Regions from separate parts of the Mus musculus genome. Here region 2 is linked to region 1. A link is a contact called in public Micro-C data. All regions are on one chromosome and are shown on one strand. Each heading gives the region's core, a stretch centred on a gene start, on an enhancer-like site or on the middle of the called end of the contact. The rest is flanking DNA. Distances are from core to core; before and after follow the strand shown. Region 1 holds the start of Rnf169 (ring finger protein 169). Region 2 holds the start of Fchsd2 (FCH and double SH3 domains 2).

What was found. Hi-C and Micro-C count contacts between places; a contact is called where the count stands out from the background.
Region 2: a Micro-C map of embryonic stem cells shows a contact between it and region 1, with 7 times the contacts expected there. The contact joins the promoter of Fchsd2 here to the promoter of Rnf169 in region 1. A contact is called at or near these places in 1 of 484 Hi-C or Micro-C datasets (embryonic stem cells) and 1 of 9 other capture datasets (liver).

The regions. Positions count from the first base shown.
Region 1 is chr7:99,978,990-99,981,955 of GRCm38.p6, forward strand. It overlaps Rnf169 (ring finger protein 169), which reads right to left and starts at 1,469. Exons shown (of 6, transcript NM_175388.3): 1 at 983-1,469. The coding sequence starts at 1,445.
Region 2 is chr7:101,107,211-101,110,176 of GRCm38.p6, forward strand. It overlaps Fchsd2 (FCH and double SH3 domains 2), which reads left to right and starts at 1,565. Exons shown (of 20, transcript NM_001146010.1): 1 at 1,565-1,829. The coding sequence starts at 1,809.

The DNA.
Region 1 (2,966 bases), core at 219-2,718:
TTCCTTCTGCTGAAAACGACGTAAGGCAGAATTCCTAACATAAAAGGGCTAGCAAATGGCTTTTCCTGATTCACGGTTCTTGAAAATCTCAGCTGTAGGTATGTTGCTTAGGCTTGCACCAAAGAAGCCTAGGTCTCGGTTCATGTTACAAACGGAATTTTCTATCTCAGACTTCAGCACCAACAAGTGATGGGCTGCCGACGGTGAGAAAGGCAAAGGAGTTCAGGCCAAGAGTCCTACAACAGACCTTTAAGTTGCCAGCATCATAGATGAAACTTACATAGAAAGACAGAAAACAGCCCCCAGCCAAACCAATCTTTGTCTCCAAAACTTAAATCCCACCCAGCTTTCTTCATCAAGCACCACTAACGTTTATGATTAGTATTATCACCAAAATAGATGGCATTTATCTCATCCTGTGTGGCAAGCTCTGCGCTAAGCATGCATATATATATATATTTTTTTTTTTTTTTTCCCAAGATAGCATGAGAAAGAACTTCACACGAGAGCTCATCCTCAAAACCCACTCTGCTCTCAAGTCTGCAAAGCTCCCCCTGAGCCTGGGATATCCCACACCTCATTCTCTCCAGCCCTGGAAGACACATCCCTCCTAGACCGCGCGACCCCAAGCCCTCTGCCCAACACTGAAACAAGCGCTGCTGGGATCCTCCAGGGCCCCTCCCCCTCCACGCACCAACTTCAACATGCCCCTAACTTGTTCCAGGAATTGTTTCCTTCCAAACTTCTGACTTACGCAAGGCGCGGGGTCCCCTCACTGCCCCTCCAAATTCAACACGCGTACAGTTCGCTCCAAAGTTCAACCTTCACCAACACATACTGCGCCTGGGCAGAACCCGGTCGCGACCCCAGCAGAACTCTCCACACCCGCGGCAGCAGAGCCCGGGACCCTCCACCCCGCTCACCAGGCCAGACCCGGCGGCTGGGCCTGGCTGAAGCCCACAGGGGCGAGGGGAGGCTCCACCTGGCTCCGCGAGCGGCTCCGGCTCCGGCCTGGGCCCCGAGGCAGCCGCGCCCCCGTCCCGGCGCGGGCGGCAGGGTTCTGGCTGTCCACGACGGGCGCGCTCGCCCATCAGCTCCGCGGCGGCCTGGCCGTCGTCGCGCGCCCGACGGCGGGCCCAGCCCGAACCGCGGGGACGGCAGCGACGGCAGCCCGGGCCCGCCGCGCGCGAGGCGCAGCCTCGGCACCGCGAGTGGCTGCACGGCAGGGCCGCCACTTCCCCCGGGGTCTCCAGGCACCCGGTGCAGCCCGACTCCTCCGGCCGTGGCGCTGACCGCAACACTAACAACGCGGGGCTGGAGGCCGGGCCCGGAGCCCCGGCTTTCGCTGCCGCCATCTCGTCACAGCGGCCCCTCCGGCCCCGCCGACTCAGAGCTGCCGCGGCCGCAGCGGAAGAAGCCCGAGTGCTCGGACCTGCCGCCGCCATCTTGTTTCCCGTTTGAAGGGAGAGTCGGTTGCGGTGGGAGAGGAGTAGAGGGCGGGGCAGTGCGCGGCGGACAGCTATCTGCATATTCATGAGGGGGCGGGAACCTAGTCCGCCTGGGGATATTTCTCCTAGGGCCTTTCGCTTAGCAGGAGGAGACTGCTTATTAATATTTAATGATTATTCTTTATATATCTGGTCTTTCAGCCCGCCCTCCTGTTTTTGTAGTTTCTAGCACTGAATCTTGAGAGACTGAAAGAATTTATTTGGAATTTTTGAGCGACCCTGAACTTTATAAAATGAACTATAAATATGAGCTATCCAGAAACTTGTCGAAGTACTTCATTTGGTAAGGGCTTTCTCCTCGGGGCCATAGCAGCTTGTTGTGATTAGCATGAGGCCTATCATGACCAAAAGTCTTGAGTGATTGTTGAAATAACAACCTGACCAGCCCTCATTTCAGCCCCTCTCTCTCCACATCCCTTTATGAAGTCCCCTCCCTTGGCTGGGGCAAAAAAAAAAAGCATACTTTATTACACAAACCCTGCTCCTCAGATTACTTCTGTGTTTGATACTTAAATGTAGATACTCTTGTGTAAGCTTGTGCCTTTTCTTTTCTCAGTCTATATGACTCCCTGGTCTCCTCTTTTCTTCCCCATGAAAGCCCACACTAATATCTGCAGTTCAGAGTTATTGAATTTATCATTATGGATATCTGCATGCTCCGTGCACAAACCTAATGTCTCCATCCTTTCAAAACAGCCCTTATTTCCCACATTCTATTCACAGAACCATCTCAAGGGTCCTCACGCTCCCAGCCCAGGCATCTTTAACTTATAGTCTTGTCATTTTCTGGCCAAAATGGCTCTATTTCCAGCCTGTTCCCACCCACTTCTTCATTCCATAAGCCCACTGCATGATTTCTTTCTCCTCATCTCTTCACCTAGCTGGCAGCTGTGACTTCTGCAAACTGACCTGCCATCACACAACCCCTCTTCCTATAAGCTTTGTCCCATGGATCTTAGAGTTCATTCCTACCGGCCAGCTCTGACCACATCATTCCTGTTTAAGCCAGGGAGAGGTGTTGAGACTTTGCTGTGATTTTCCTTTCTGGATACAGAGGATTTAGGAAAAAGAATGGCTCCCCCTGATGGAAAGATGACTGTACTACAACAAGTCTCGGGGTGTTGCCTATTTATTTATTTATTTGTTTGTTTGTTTGTTTATTATTTTTACCTTAAGGTGCATTTGGACCAAGATGTTATCTTTATGGAAAATCACAGGCTTTGTAAAGACATTATTTTTAAGCAACTGTATGTAGAAGAAAGCATCTAGAAGCTCCAGGTTGTCATGAGAGTGTCCACAGTTGGTGGTAACCGATTCAAAGCAGAGTGATTAATCCAAGTTGGGGTGGGGGGGACTGGAGCCTTAGGATGAGAACCTGGAAGTAAAGGACAGACAGCAACTGACAAAGGGTCAGTGAGTAACTAAACATCATGTCCAGAGAGTCAGAGGCCCAGCCTA
Region 2 (2,966 bases), core at 315-2,814, 1.1 Mb after region 1:
TGAAGTGGGGGAGGGGGGAGATCCAGCTCACACTGTGGCTGCCTGTGGAGCTGTGGCTCAAAAATAGTGCCTAGGAACGAGGAAGAAGGTTTTCTACTATTCCAAGCAACCCAAAGGGAGCCTGATACTCCTTGGGTGGTCTGGACAGAGTGAGAAGGTGCCTGATAGGACCCTGAGGAGAAAGAGCATTGTCATTGCCAGATGAGGTTGAGTTTATTCAAGTAGTTCAGGACAGGCAAAGTGAGTTGACCTAGAAGTCCTCCCTTCCAGACAAGGGCTTCCTTCAGAGGCTTCCTCCATGGCCCTTGCTGTCTCCCTATGGTTCTTAATCTCACCTAATCCTTTCCTCTGCCATGCTAGTGATGAACTCAGGGCCTCTCTGGCTGCTAGGCATGCGCCCTAACACCAAGCAAGATACCCCTCCTCACACTCAGCCCTTGGGATTCTAGGCATGCCATGTGACCTTGAGAATGGCTCCAATTCTCTGCGGACACCAGCCTTCCTATCTGTGATATGGGAGTGACCGATTCAAGAGATTTTCATTCTTTTCCTCAGTTGACTCCACGAGGTCTGGCTAAGTACTCTGGAATAGGGCATCCATTCCTTTGCCTGGCAATTTTAGGTTATTTCACCTGTCCTCCAATGGCATAGGTCTGGCACCTGCGGCTAGTTGTAAAAGGACTTGTTCATGCTAAATTTCTCAGTGCACGTTTAGCTGACTAGGAGGGAGGGTACGCTGAGGGACTGAGAGAAAGCAAAATCCCGAATCCTCTTAGGTACCTCCTTCCTTATTGCAAACAATCCCACTATGAGCCTAGCCCCCCTCGACTCCTGCCAAATTCCCACACAAACTGTGCAGCCGCAGATGCAGGCGGGAGGCGGGGGCGGCCTGTGCGCGTGCGTCGGAGCAGAGTCCTCTCCCTCCCACGTGCGCGCTCCCGGAGGAGTCGCGCGCCCCAGCGGGCTGGCGGGAAGGCGCGCGGGAAGCCCCCAGCTGCCTGCTCGGTGTGGGGGGAGGGAGGACGGGAAGCGTCCGGAACGTTCCATCGTCGGAGAGAACTGGGGTAGTTCTCGAGTCCCGTTCCCGTCCCCACCGTTCCCCTCGGCCGAACAATCCGTGAAGTTTCCCCCTTTCTCACACCGAGATCCGGAGCCCCGTGGCGCGGCCTGGCTAACCTCCCCCCCTCCACTCTGAAGCAGGCGGTGTGGCCGGGAGCGCATCCCCTCTGCAGCCGGAGCGGGGCGCTGTGGCGCGCGCCAGGGGCCGGAAATTCCCGCGGCCTGAGTGGTTGGCGGAGCTCTAACAGGGGAGCGTGGCGCCGCCTTCCTCCTTCCCGGGCCGGGCGGGGGCGTTGGGCACCGCGAGGGCCGGGCTGCCCGAGTGGGTGGGGGGCCGCCGCGTCAGCCAGCTGCAGCCGGGCCGCGGCAGGCGGCGAGCGCGGACGACGCGGCCGCTCCTCCTCAGCCGCCCGGCGAGCCGCGAGCCCCCCCCCCCCGGCGGCCCCCGCCCCCTGGCCGTCTCCGCCTCCTTCCCTCACACACCCCCCGGGCCGCCCGGGCCCCAGGCCTTCCCGGCGCTCCTCCTTCTCTCCACACTCGCTGCGACCCGGCTGCTCCTGCCGCTCGCCTGCCTCGCAGCCTCCGGGCCGATTCCTCTTCCTTCTCCTTCCCAGGCTCTCCTTTCACACACACACAAGCGCGCGCCCTGGCTTGCTGGGCCGCCCCATTTTCTCCAACCCTCCTCACCCTCACAGTCCTTTAAACGCCGCCGTCAGGGGTGGGCGGAGGATTGATGTCCCTTCAGCATCATGCAGCCGCCGCCGAGGAAGGTAAGGGCGCAGCTGGCGGGGGGCTTTGGAGATTTGGGGGGTGGCGGTGCGTACAAAGAACGCGGCTGGGGCGACCGCTGCGCCCCCTCCCCCTTCCCGCAAGGGACCGTGACCACTCTAGCTTCTTGGCTTGTCAGAGTTGCCGCCCGCCCCAAGCAGGGGGTCGCGTGTACGGGGTGTCTTTCTGACGGAGGGGCGGCCAGTGCTCCTCAGTACTAGGGAGGACACCTCCCTCCCCCCGAGACACTCGCTGGAGTTTTTTTTTTTTTTTTTTTTCTTTCGGGCATGCATGTGTGTGTCTGTCTGCATGGCAGTGCTGCCCAGAGCAAAGTGCATTCTCAGAGCTGTATGGGGGAGAGGCGGGGGAGCCCCTGCAGATTTGCAGAGCCTTGTGCGTGACGGATTGTTTAGTCTGCGCCAGGTTCGAGCCCTCCAGTCGCTTGTCGACACTCCACCCATTGGCAAATTCGCGGGGGGATTTGTTTCAAGTCTCGCCTCAAGATTTGGCCTTTTTTTCCCCCCACGGGGCTGCGGAAAAGAAGTTGGAACGGTCTCCGCCCTCCCACCCCAAGGGAAAGCAAATTAAGGATTGACGGGTCCTGCTTAACCCCCACCCCCCATCCCTTTTGCCCCGCCTCGGGCTAGGGGGCCAGGAAAACAGCAGAGCTTCCAGTACGAAATCCAGAACCTGGCGTTGCATGGTTTGAGCACTACGGTTGGGGTTTGGATGGCCTGGGTGGCAGTGACGGTGCTCTGGGGCTGCCAGCAACTCGGCTGCTCCCTTCTACACCTTTCCGCACTGCCAAGGCTGTGTCCTTGCCTTTTTAAATCTTTCAGATGGATACTAGGTATCTACTCTGAGCAGTGGGTAGAGACAGTTACATCCTTCCCTTGTGGGCAAACATTTGCCTTATGAGTAACTCATCATCTATGCTTCCCTTTCTTTTCTCTTCTTAATCTGATTTTTTTGCCCAGTTACTGATCCTCCCCCTTTCCCCCTGCACGTGTACCCCACCTCTCCATGTAGCTTTGCTCTGGTGGTCGGGATTCCACCACGATCACACACCAATTGAAATCCCAGGGTCCGGCCTGGCGAGGATGGCTCCAGCCAGCTGGCTTTGGCGGTTCTCTCTGTTT